Regions from separate parts of the Sus scrofa genome. Here region 2 is linked to region 1. The links are chromatin contacts, called in public promoter capture Hi-C maps. All regions are on one chromosome and are shown on one strand. The core of a region is the stretch at or near the end of the contact, and the rest is flanking DNA. Distances in the headings are between cores, read along the strand shown.

Region 1 (5,448 bases), core at 188-2,687:
GACGCCACGGCATAGGAAAACAGAAAAGTTACCGATTCACAGGTCGAGAATATTTTTCTAACCCCTACTTGTACTATAACTAGTGAACCGGAGAACTCCAAGACTTTCCCAAAGTTGAAAAGAATTCAGTAACTCGTACAGAACTTCATGAACAGTTTTTGAGATATCACAAACACTTGCTGCCAGGGTGTTCCAACCTTGGCTTTTAAGTGGTGCTGCAAAAGCTACAGTGTCCCGGGTGCCATAACAGGGCGAAGCCCCCTCGGGCGCATTCCCCAGGACTCGAATTAGGGAACAGAGGGAAGATGGGGCGGGCTGCTGCTCTGCCCCACCGCCCCACACCTACTCGGCCGCTGTCCTCCCCGCACCCCACTGGGCTGGGTACTCACAGCTCTAGTCTCGTACAGAACCAGCTTTTGGACCAAGCTGATTATGGGGGCGGCGGCCGCGGGCATGGCCGAGCAAACGGGGGCGCGCCCCAACAGGCACTAGGCCACAGCCTTGGTTGCAGCAGCCTCGGAACTGCCCCCAAGAAACCCGGAGAGAAGACGCCTCAGATCCAAGATGCCAAGTTCCGCAGGTAAAAACACTGCATCGGCACGAAATACATAGATGATCAGCTACTAAGGTTCAGGTGTTTCCGGATCCGTAGGCCCCACCTCCAGGCAAACCCCACCCCAGCTACCGCGTGGGCGGGACTGGAGGAAGAACCATAGAGAAGTGGGGTAGAGGTTTCCAGAGCCTGCGTACTGCGAAGGAGGAAGCAAAGAACGCCATCTTTGGTATGGGAACGAGGAAAAGTGGGCGGAGAAAAGGGCACTGCCAGTTTAGTTAAATCTCACCTTTTTCTGGTCCTTCTCTTTGCAAAAGTGGACGATTTGGGACTGGATTACTTCTTTTGAATTGGCTCTCCGACTTGCAGATAGATCCATTCCCAAGTTTGTCTGTTTTTTCTCTGCCTACTTCTGCCCTTTCCTGAAAACCTACTCTGTGACGGTCCTGCACTAAGCATAGGTGTTTTTCCCCTTCTGTCGCTGTGTGTCTCTTTTACCCTTAGAAGAATCAACTAAATCCATGGTATCCAGAGGGTGTGTGGTTCAATTAGTGTTTTATAATCGCTTAAAGTTGGAAATTTCCAAGCTTGCCACTTATTTGTGCAGGAGGCTAACCATCTGTAAATTCTAAAAAAAGACTGTCGAGTGTAGTGTAATACAACGTAGTGTAGTACTGGCTTTGGAGTTCTGCGTTAAAAGAAGTTTTCTTACACGAGATGTGAGTGAACATAAGTAAACAACGCATGTACTCTCTTTGATCATCAGCTTCCATATTTGTGAAAAGGAGTGTATTAAAATTTTGAATACAAAGGTACGAAAGTGAGTATTTAAAGTAAATCAGTAAATTACAGCCCCACCTTCCGAGGCCCCGCCCCCAAGAGGCTCGACACTTTGCACCAAGCTGGGTTCCCTTGGCAACCGCTCAACAGATCCCAGAGTCCCTGGAGAGGACTGCAGCCAGCCGGTGGGGTCTGCTACGAATAGGTATGTAGGAGTCAGAGTCCACCGCTCGGATCCATTTCCGTAGCGAATGAAATCCCACCATCTCCTGCGGGGAGCCCAGACCAGTTCCTTTCCTTGCAAAATTAAACTTCGAGATCTCCGTAAATTCCGCTTTTGAACCTCACTCCTCCTTTCAACGAACATCGTTTTCATTCCACAGGTATTCACTGGGTACCAACTGTGAGATGTAAGATGTACTGGAATGGCAAAAGTGCTAGGTTTCCCAGGAAATGGGTCCCTTGTTAACTGCAGAGCCCACTGCTAGAGGATTTTTTCAACTGCTAAAAATGTAAGGAAATTTAAGAATTTTTGTATTCAATTGTAGTATAAACATAATGTGGCATTGGGGATTATATTGTAAATTCAAAATCAAGAAATTGCAAAATTTTTAAATTAATATTTATTTTAAACTTTCTTTCATAGTTTGGTATGAAATTTTGGGTTTTATTAAGAACTAGAAAGATGGCGAAGTTCCCTTTGTGGCTCAGTGGTTAACGAACCCGACTAGTAACTGGTTGCAGATTCGATCCCTGGCCTGCTCAGTGGGTTAAGGATCTGGCGTTGCTATGGCTGAGGTGTAGGCCAGCCGCTACAGCTCCTATTCTACCCCTAGCCTGGGAACCTCCATATGCTATGGGTGCAGCCCCAAAAAGACAAAAGAAACAAGAACAACAAAAACAAAAACAAAAAACTAGAAAGATGGCCATCTCAGCACTGGCACTTTGCATTGACTTGGATCTTTTACCTGGGAAAAATACTTAGTTCTGTTCCATTACATAATGGAAAGCAACTCTTCTGAACATGAGTTAAATATTTGCACATTTTTATTCAGGATAACTCAAAATATCTGTAGAATTCCAGTTTTCCAATATTTAGTTTTCAATTATTATATTACTATATTCCATTTGAAACTGGTGTTAGTTTTGTTCATCCAGAAGCAGATCCTGAGACAAAACTTGAGGACAAATAGTTTATATGGGCAATAATCTAGCAAAACAACAGCCACAAAGGGAAGGAAGCTAATAAAGGGAATAAAGGGAATATTATTAAGCAAATTTCTCTGTTAGCTGAATTCTCTGAGGAATTCTTGGATGTATGTCTCAGTTATTCCCTTTTAAGGGGAAAGAGAGCTGGGGTATTTATTCACCAATTCCCATCAGTTATAGGTTGAGTCTTGCTATGGAAGAATATTAATTCTTATACAGTTATACAGTCTGCTGTATAACTCAGGCAGAACAAGGTCTGGCAGCCAGAAAGGGCCCTTAAACAAAGAACCACAAGCCACCAGTTGGAAGCCGGGCTGGTCATCTGTGGAAAAGGTTGGTGTCAAATGGATAGGGTTAGGGTACTAATAACATCTGCAACATTCCAAGCTTTGCCCCACTCATACCCATTGCGCTCCCTCCACATTAAGTTGACAGCATCCTGTCACTGGTTCTTCAAGGCAGTTTCTGGTCCCAGTTTCTAAAACAAAAGGATGCGCAAAAAGACCTACATCTCCCTGCTCCTAATTAGGTAGCAGCAGCTCTACCTCTACTTTCCAGGGCAGTAACTCCTTATCAAGGACGTGACTCATTAGAGGTCATCATAGATTCTGCTTGTTACACCACTCTCATAGCCCCATGCACACGCTTCTTCCCCAGAACCCTTTTTCTCTTATGATCCAGTCTCACTCCTTCCAGGCTCTGGACCAAGCCATTCAGCATCACTCTCCAAATTAAGGACCTAGGAATATTGCTTAAAGCTCTGCCTACCAGGAGGATTTCCCCTAATCACCACCTCTCAGGACTACTCCTGAGTGGGACTAAAGTCCAAAAGCATTCCATTTACAGCTTGCACCAATATATCATGTTTCATACATGATTTTTTTTTTTGTCTTTTTAGGGCCGCTCTCGCAGCATTTGTAGGTTCCCAGGCTAGGGGTCTAATTGGAGCCTACACCACAGACATAGCAACGCAGGATCCGAGCCTCATCTGTGACCTACACCACAGCTCATGGCAGTGCCAGATCCTTAATCCACTGAGCAAGGCCAGGGATCAAACCTGCAACCTCATGGTTCCTAGTCAGATTCGTTAACCACTGAGCCACGATGGGAACTCCCATACATGATTTTTATCATTTTTTAATCAGCTATTCCTAAGGGATTCCAAATGAGGTGTGAGCTAAGAGACACTGATGAACAAGAGATCGGTGACATGTGGGTCTAGACTGCTTGCTTATGATATTTATTTGGCCTGATCCCTGGGTTCCATTTTTATCATTCAATGGGTTGCTGTTGTGTCTGCCCAGCTTGAGGACTTGATCTGTCTGACAAACCCAACTCATGTGGGCACTTCCATATGTACTGTCACCGGATGGCCCATGGCCAGGCTTTTATTCTGTCCCAGAGCCCAGGAGCATGCCAGGAGCTGGTTTTTGAATGGGGAATGGTTCTCTGCTGCAGACGGCAATGATCTACACTGAGAGGTTCCTGTTGAGTCTTCCCTAAGACTCCAAAAAGTGTCCTACCCACCACAGCGACCTCTAGCATCATGGGATCTAGCCAGGTATATGGCCCAAGAATCAAGGCCTCTGGTACCATAGCCTGAAACTGCTGTGGAGCTCTCTCTCATTCTTGGCCTTACTCAAAACTGACAGCTTTCCAAATCACCCCTTAAATGGGTCAGAACAGTATTCCCAAGTGTTACATGCTATTGCCAAAAACTAAGAAGACTTAGGAGTTCCTGCTGTGGCACAGTGGGTTAAGAACCCAACTGCAGTGTCTTAGGTTGCTGCAGATGTGCAGGTTTGATCCCTGGCCCAGTGCAATGGGTTAAAGGATCCGGCATTGCCACAGCTGTGGCCTAGGTCAGAGCTGTGGCTTGAATTCAATCCCTGGCCTAAAAGCTTCCATATGCTGAGGGTGTGGCCATTAAAAAAGAGAAAGACAGAAAATTCTACACCTCTTTTTTAGAGGTATAAGATGTAAGGTAGAGTGACCTGTCCTTTATACCTTGGAGAGTCTGTCTCAGAATGTCCCAGACCACCAGCCTTGTAAGACTTCACCAATATAACAGTCCCTTAAATCTTTGTGGGCTCATTTCCCACTTTCTGCTGCTCATATATCTTAGAGGGCATCTAGAACACCTGTGATTCCCACTCATCAGGTCTGATATTGTCAGAATTGTGAGTCAACAAGACCCCTTTGTATTGTATTTATTACAAAGAGCAGGAAGTCCTAGGGTAAGACTAAATGTCCATTGATGACTGTTCTAAATAAATACAAACTGCTTCTGATCCTTCTCCTTGGTGTGCATTGAAAGAAATGCATTTTATAGCTGAGTGGCTACATACTACATACAAGAAGCTGTGTCTGTCTAGTAAGGTTCATGTCTGCACAGTAGCTGCAATTAGGGCTGCCCCTTGGTTAAGTTTATAGGGGTCCCATATTGTCTGTCATGATCTATCTGGTTTTTGCAGAAACTCGAACTAGAAAATTATGCACGACCGGGCACCTTTTAAATAGTTTTGGGGTGGCTCTCTTCTATTTCATTCAGAACAAATTACGATTGCTCATCTTAGCCAGCAGATGAGGAGCAGACATGCAGTTTCAGGAGTTCCACTTGGCCTTTTCTACCACAATGGCCCTTACTCCACAGTTAGGGAACCCCTGTGAACCTTTAGCTAGCTGCAGTCCCTATTACGCACTCAAGGACCAGGAAAATAACCACTGAGTGAGCCTGCAGATCCTTTGGATGTGCTATAAGACAGACTTGAGCCAAAGCTCCATTTGTCACTGGTTCTCCATTTGCCCTCTCTAACAGGAGGCTATGATGGCATTTTGGATCCATTGGTATTGATGTCAGTTCAGACTCTGTGTCCTGTAGCTCTTGAAAGAGAATATTTGTACTC
Region 2 (6,027 bases), core at 109-2,608, 490 kb before region 1:
TGCTGTCCTCTGTGTCTTCAGCCCTTAGAACAGTTCCCGGCAAATAACATGTGTTAAACAAATATTTGCTAAGGGAAATATAACCCAATTTCTCCCTCTATCACCTTACTCAATTGGGATCATGCACACTGTTTCTTAAACCCAATGCCTTTTCTCACAGTCTTGACTTATATAGGCACTTTTATTAGATACCAGGCTCTCTGCTACAAGGTTTATTTGTATTATTTCACTTACTCGTCATAATAATCCTCTCATATAGATAGATGCTTTTAAAATTGTATCTCCATTGTGGTGAAGAAACAGAGGAGATTGTATAACTTGCCCAAGTTCACACAAGAGATGGAGCCTGGATCAGAACCTAGTTCCGACTTCAAAAACAAAACAAAGCCAGGTCACCGGTCACTATAACCAAGGACACATTCCCTAGTTTGGGAAGTCCTGATTTAGCTCTGTTTATGTTCTGAGGTTACGCCTACCCTATCCAGGCCACATCCTAATCCATAAATTTCAAATTTCACTTCTTCTCCCCACTTGCTTTCTGACGGCGGGAGGCAAGAGCAGGGAGTGGGGGACTGTCTTCAACTTCTAACTCCAGGCTTCTCCTGAGGAAGAGGCGAGTAGGGATAAGAGACTCAAGGGGTAGCAACTTACCCGTAAGGGCTGGGTGAGAACTGAGGAAGGTAATCTCAGGAATAACAAGCGACTTTCAGATTTTGGAACAAAACCGACAGTTCCCGCCCCGCATCAGTAGCCAAAACGCTTACCTTAACTGCCACCTCCGGAGCGGAGTCCACGGCTACCGCCAGAGAGGGCTTGGCCGAAGGCGATTTAGTCAAGTGCATGAGGGAGTCCGCGGCTGGCAGTGAACACCTTCCGCCCTCACTGTCCGAGTCCGATTCGGACCCTGAACCCGAACCATAGGAAGCGGCCAGAGCTGCAATCGCAGCCGACATGACGGCAACAGATACTCGGTGGAGTCCAGGCCCTGACGGAAGAAGGAGCAGCTTCAGGTCCTGATTGCCACGACACACATTATTTATTTCCTTTCCTAAAAAATCCTTTATGATACTTTAAAACAATCAATAAATAGGTTAATTAGTATTTGAACAAGCACAACAAAACTTGGAACTTGGGAGCATTTACTTAGGGAACTAGAGAGGGTTATAATGGCTTATAACTTTCAGGACCTATGTGGCGAAAAACTACGAGTTCCGACATACCTACTGGCCTCCAAGAGCTACACTCCCGGCGTGCAGCGCGGCAGGAAATGGGAGAGGCAGGGTGGGAACTGTAGTTTGGAGTGAGGGGGCGGGGCAGGGCGGGCAGGCCTTTCTTTGACCCCGCCCCTGAATGGTTGGTTCATTCCATTGGCTATCATCTTCCCTCATTCCCCGACCAAGCACTGTTCTCTCCGTCCCCCTCCCCCAAACTGAGGATTGGGTAATACCATAAAGCCTCAGGAAAGGGGGGGGGGGGAGAGACCGATATTCATTCCCTCCACTGATGGGTGAGTAGGTGGGGGTTGAGTTTCCCACCACAGCTGCACCTGGGACTGGGCGGGAGCTGAAGAGGAAAGTGAGAATCTTAAGTGGGAAGACCTTGACTGCCCGGGAATAGCTCCGGGTGGGAAAGATGGGGGATTAGGTGGCGAGAGTCCAGCGGATCCCCCCTGCTTCAGGTGCGGGTCCCCGCGTCCGGTTGTGGAGCGTCGCGCGCGGGGAGGGGGTGGGTGGGGGGCGGCGGCGGTTCGCGGTGTTGTTCGCTCTCGCGTCGAGCACACCGTGGGTCCGGCGGCCGGCGGGCGTCGCAGGCAGCGTTTTCCGTGGCCCGGTGCTTCGGCCGCTGCCCATAGCTGGTTCCATCCCGGAGCCTGACGCTCCTATAGGCTCTAGGTGGAGTCCTGGGAGCTCAGGCGGACCGGCGGCGCCGCCGAAGCATGAAGAAGGGGTAAGGCAAGAGCCCCTCAGGATTTCTTGGTGAGCGCGAGTCTCTCAGGAATTGTTTTTTTGAGGGGACAGGGTGCTGGGAGAGGAACTCTTCCTCACTGGTCAGGGCGGAGAGAGGTGTGCGTGGAGCGCTAGCCTGGCAAAGGTTACGGGGATGGGCGCGCCTCCCCCCGCGACGGCCTCCACCCCCGTTCGCGGGGTTCCCGAGCTACGGCCGCCCACCCGCCAGCCCGGCTGGGTACCGAGGGACACCGCGGCTGGCGGGCGCGCCCGGGTCTCGGTTGCGGGGACCTCCATGAGGCAGCTCTAGTCGGAGAGACTGCGGGTCTTACCTGAGGTGCCCCCGCGGCCCGCCCGGTTGCCTTCTCGCTCTGGGGGAGGCTGCGGCGCCGGGTGTCCGAGAAGCCGCGGTTGCTTTACGTGCCCCAGGCTCGGTAAAGCCAGCTGGTGCGTTTGCGTGTTTGCGCCGCGCGTCCGTGTCTAAAAGACACTACATAACGGTAATGCAAGCGAGGGGATCCGTTTCTCCACTGGAAGACGAGGCGAAGCGGGGCTATTGCTTCTGATGCCTGCTGTTGGGGAGGGGGTGGTGGTGCGTTGAGCGGAGTTAGGGAGCTGCTCACCCAGCGCCGTTGTCGGCAGGACTCGCCCATTGTGCCACTCGGATAATTATTCAACTCTGCAGCATCCATTGCACCTTTCCCATTTTTCTCTTCCCCTTGCTGTAGCATGCCCCCTAGCTTCGGTACTCTGACGCCTTCTCTCACTCACACTTGCGGATGATGAACTGGAATAATGGTGAAAAGAAAGCACATCTGACCTGAACATTCACTACCTGTCTGGTAGCAGATTAATTAACTAATCCCCAGCTAGACTAGATACTTTAATACGACTCAGTCTAATCCTGTCCTTCCTATGTAAAGTGTGCCTAGGATTCTATTTTCATTTTTTCCTTGGTGTTAGATTCACATAGTAGTAGTTAAGTCTTATATCTGTTGGGTAATTGATGTAATTGATTGACTGGTTTTTCATCCCGTCTAATGTTCTTAAATTTAATTTGTATTGGAGGTAACATTTTTCTAATTGTTGCTAGCACTGTATCGTAATTACAGATGCAGTCTCAATCTTTGAACTCTCATGAACAGTTTTTCCCTTATACTTTAAGTTTCTGTTAGGAAAAGTGTATTTTTTTAGTGTCTGATATTTGGTATAATATTTCTCGCTTTGAATAAGGAAAGTTGTGTATTTCTTTATTTTTCAGTAACGGAATATTTCATTGCTGATCCTAGTCTTCAGTTGAATGAAGTATTTAGTATTTAAGATAGGATTTTAACTGCCATAACGACATATCCTAAGTTTATCTAAATTTTGTTTTTCATTTAGTTCTTTTCTTTGCAGTATCATGTATTTAATTACTTGTTATAGAATTTCTTCTCATTTTTCTAATTCTAACCATAAGGATAGGTAGGCTACAATTTTGCGTGATTTACCTGAAAGACGAAATATTTTTTGAAAATGGAAGAAACAACGGTTGGTTATTTCTTATGTTAAAAACTGTTTACATCTCATTATTTAAAAATAAATGGTTCACTATCAAAAATTTTTAAGTGTTTTTCTTTTTGTAATCCTCCATTTCCAGCTTTTCTTGTTTAAGATTGTTGCCATAACCCTCTTTGTAAAAGGGAATTGCAAATAGGCATTGCAGAGGCAGTTGTGTTAAAGTATAGTAATTGTTTTATGGCACTTGGAAGTGGCACACGTATAACTTGATTGTGTAGAATCATTTGCTTGTTAGGAAATGACCTTGCAGTTTACAAAATGGATACCTTTGTGCCTTGGTTTCCTTATATGTAAATGGAAATAAACCCATTTATGCACTAAATAGTATGCATAAATTTAGTAAAGATGTTTTCATGATGTTTTTAAAGAAAACTTAAATACTTTAGCTGATGAATGATGAAAGTATTTCAGTGTAAAGTACAGTGAAAAATGTCATTAGTGTTTTGTGGCATGTTAGAATGGCTAATTTACATTGAATTTTGCTTTGGAGACATGTGGCTGTAAACTGAAAATGTTTCTCATCCATTGAGTTTTTAATAATTGCAAATTTAGTAGGTATAATAGTTAATGTGTGTAACTTATGAAAATGTAAGTATAGTTAATATTGATGAAAAAGTTATGTGACTTGGTAATAAACAAGTAGAATATTGAATTATGTTTGTGAAAAATAAAATCTCCAGAAGACATTAAGGCCTTTTTCATTGAAAAATTTTCAGATGACACAATTAAAAATACATTTTGAATTTATAATACATTGATTTTTGTAGTGTAGTGCAATACATTGAATTTGTAATACATTGAAAATACATTAGGAGTTTCCGTTGTGGTGCAGCAGAAGTGAATCCAACTAGTAACCACTAGGTTGCGGGTTTGATCCCTGGCCTTGCTCAGTGGATTAAGGAGTCGGTGTTGCTGTCACCTGCAGTGTAGTTCACAGATGCGGCTCGGTCGTGTGTTTCTGTGGCTGTGGCATAGGCTGGCAGCTGGAGCTCCGATTCTACTCCCTAGCCTGGGAACCTCCATATGCCACGGGTGCGGGCCCTAAAAAAAAATAAGTAAATAAATAAAAAAGTTAATCATTTGTAAGGTATCATATGGAACTACTTTATTATTCATGTTTGTAAATAACCATATATTCAGAGACAGTGTATTAGTATTGTATAATACTGTATTTATACATTTTACTTTATCGGCAGAATAATTTAAGGTATTTCTAAGTGCTTTTCATTATCACAGTAGATAGTAACTTTTGATTTCCATATTGGAGGATTAACTTAATTAACTTTCATAGCAAAAACTACTGTTAAAAAATATTACTTTTACCACAACAGGGCTTTTAGTTACTTTGTGAGGAAACCTCATATAAATGATAAGACTATTAAAAAGTGTTTAAAATTACTATTTTATAGTTTCATTTTTTGAGAATTAACTTGATTACATTTTTAATGTTTTCTTAAATGACCAACTAAGATTTAGCTGTCATTATTACTTTGATAAATACAATTAGCTCAAGGTTTTTCTAAGCTCCTTGAGGACAGGAGCTGACCCACTGCTTACTAGCATAGTGCTTAGCAAAAATAGGGATTCAAATTTTTTGTTGTTGTTGGACAGATAAAATGAATGAAAACTATCCAGCTGATTTAATATGCCACATGTAGAAATTTTTAAAAGATCTACCAAATAAATTTTTAATTTATAAAGCATATAGCTTGTTTTTGTATTGTCTTTTTAGGGCCGCACCTATGACATATGGAAGTTCCCAGGCCAGGGGTCAAATCAGAGCTGCAGCCACAGCAACACCAGAGCTAAGCTGTGTCTTCTACCTACACCACAGCCCACAGCAACACCAGATCCTTAGCCCACGGAGCAGGGCCATGGATTGAACTTGTGTCCTAATAGATACCAGTCAGGCTTGTTATCCCTGAGCCACAATGAGAACTCCAAGCATATAGCTTTATCTCAAGAGAAAAGAGAAAAATGTATTTAGAGATTCATTTACTTGTTCGAATGTAATTACTTTACCTACACATTTTTTGAACTAGCAGATGCTGTATAATGTGTACATTGTCAACCTTGCATTTATTATGGTAATAACTTTCTTCCTATCTCTTATAGTTCACTTGATGAAAATGTGCATTAAATTCATCTAATTTTTTCCCTAAATTAGATGAATATAGAAATGTGTTTCTTTTTGACTGACTTCAGTTTTCCAGTAAAATATAAGTAGAAAGATACATGTAAATTATAGCCTTGCTAAATGTGCCTGAAAACCTAATTTTTAAAATAAGTGACCTCTGAGGTGGAGATTTTTATAAAATGAAGAATCTTATGTTCTCATTTTATCACATTCAGTTTATAATTTTGAGTCTTTGTGTATTGGTAGTTCCTAACTTAGAATGGGATTGATTATATTTTAAAACTTGTAAAATGGTTTAGAACTTGGAACTTAACTGTCTCAGAAACAATATGCTTCATGGTTAGCTTTGCAGACAACTCACCAGATTTAACCCATAATATACCT

Evidence for each region. Promoter capture Hi-C pulls out the DNA fragments that hold promoters and counts their contacts.
Region 2: a contact with region 1 is called in a promoter capture Hi-C map of liver, with 2.8 times the contacts expected there. The contact joins the promoter of WASF1 here to the promoter of AK9 in region 1. A contact is called at or near these places in 1 of 5 promoter capture datasets (liver), 1 of 47 Hi-C or Micro-C datasets (liver) and 1 of 2 datasets of contacts at active chromatin or transcription factors (alveolar macrophages).

Annotation. Positions count from the first base shown.
Region 1 is chr1:75,689,404-75,694,851 of Sscrofa11.1, reverse strand. AK9 (adenylate kinase 9) reads left to right here and starts at 1,437. Exons shown (of 40, transcript XM_021091050.1): 1 at 1,437-1,538. FIG4 (FIG4 phosphoinositide 5-phosphatase) reads right to left here and starts at 624. Exons shown (of 23, transcript NM_001243250.1): 1 at 390-624. The coding sequence starts at 455.
Region 2 is chr1:76,175,666-76,181,692 of Sscrofa11.1, reverse strand. WASF1 (wiskott-Aldrich syndrome protein family member 1) reads left to right here and starts at 1,358. Exons shown (of 9, transcript XM_021091110.1): 1 at 1,358-1,507. CDC40 (pre-mRNA-processing factor 17) reads right to left here and starts at 2,524. Exons shown (of 16, transcript XM_005652465.3): 1 at 2,279-2,524; 2 at 765-985. The coding sequence starts at 953.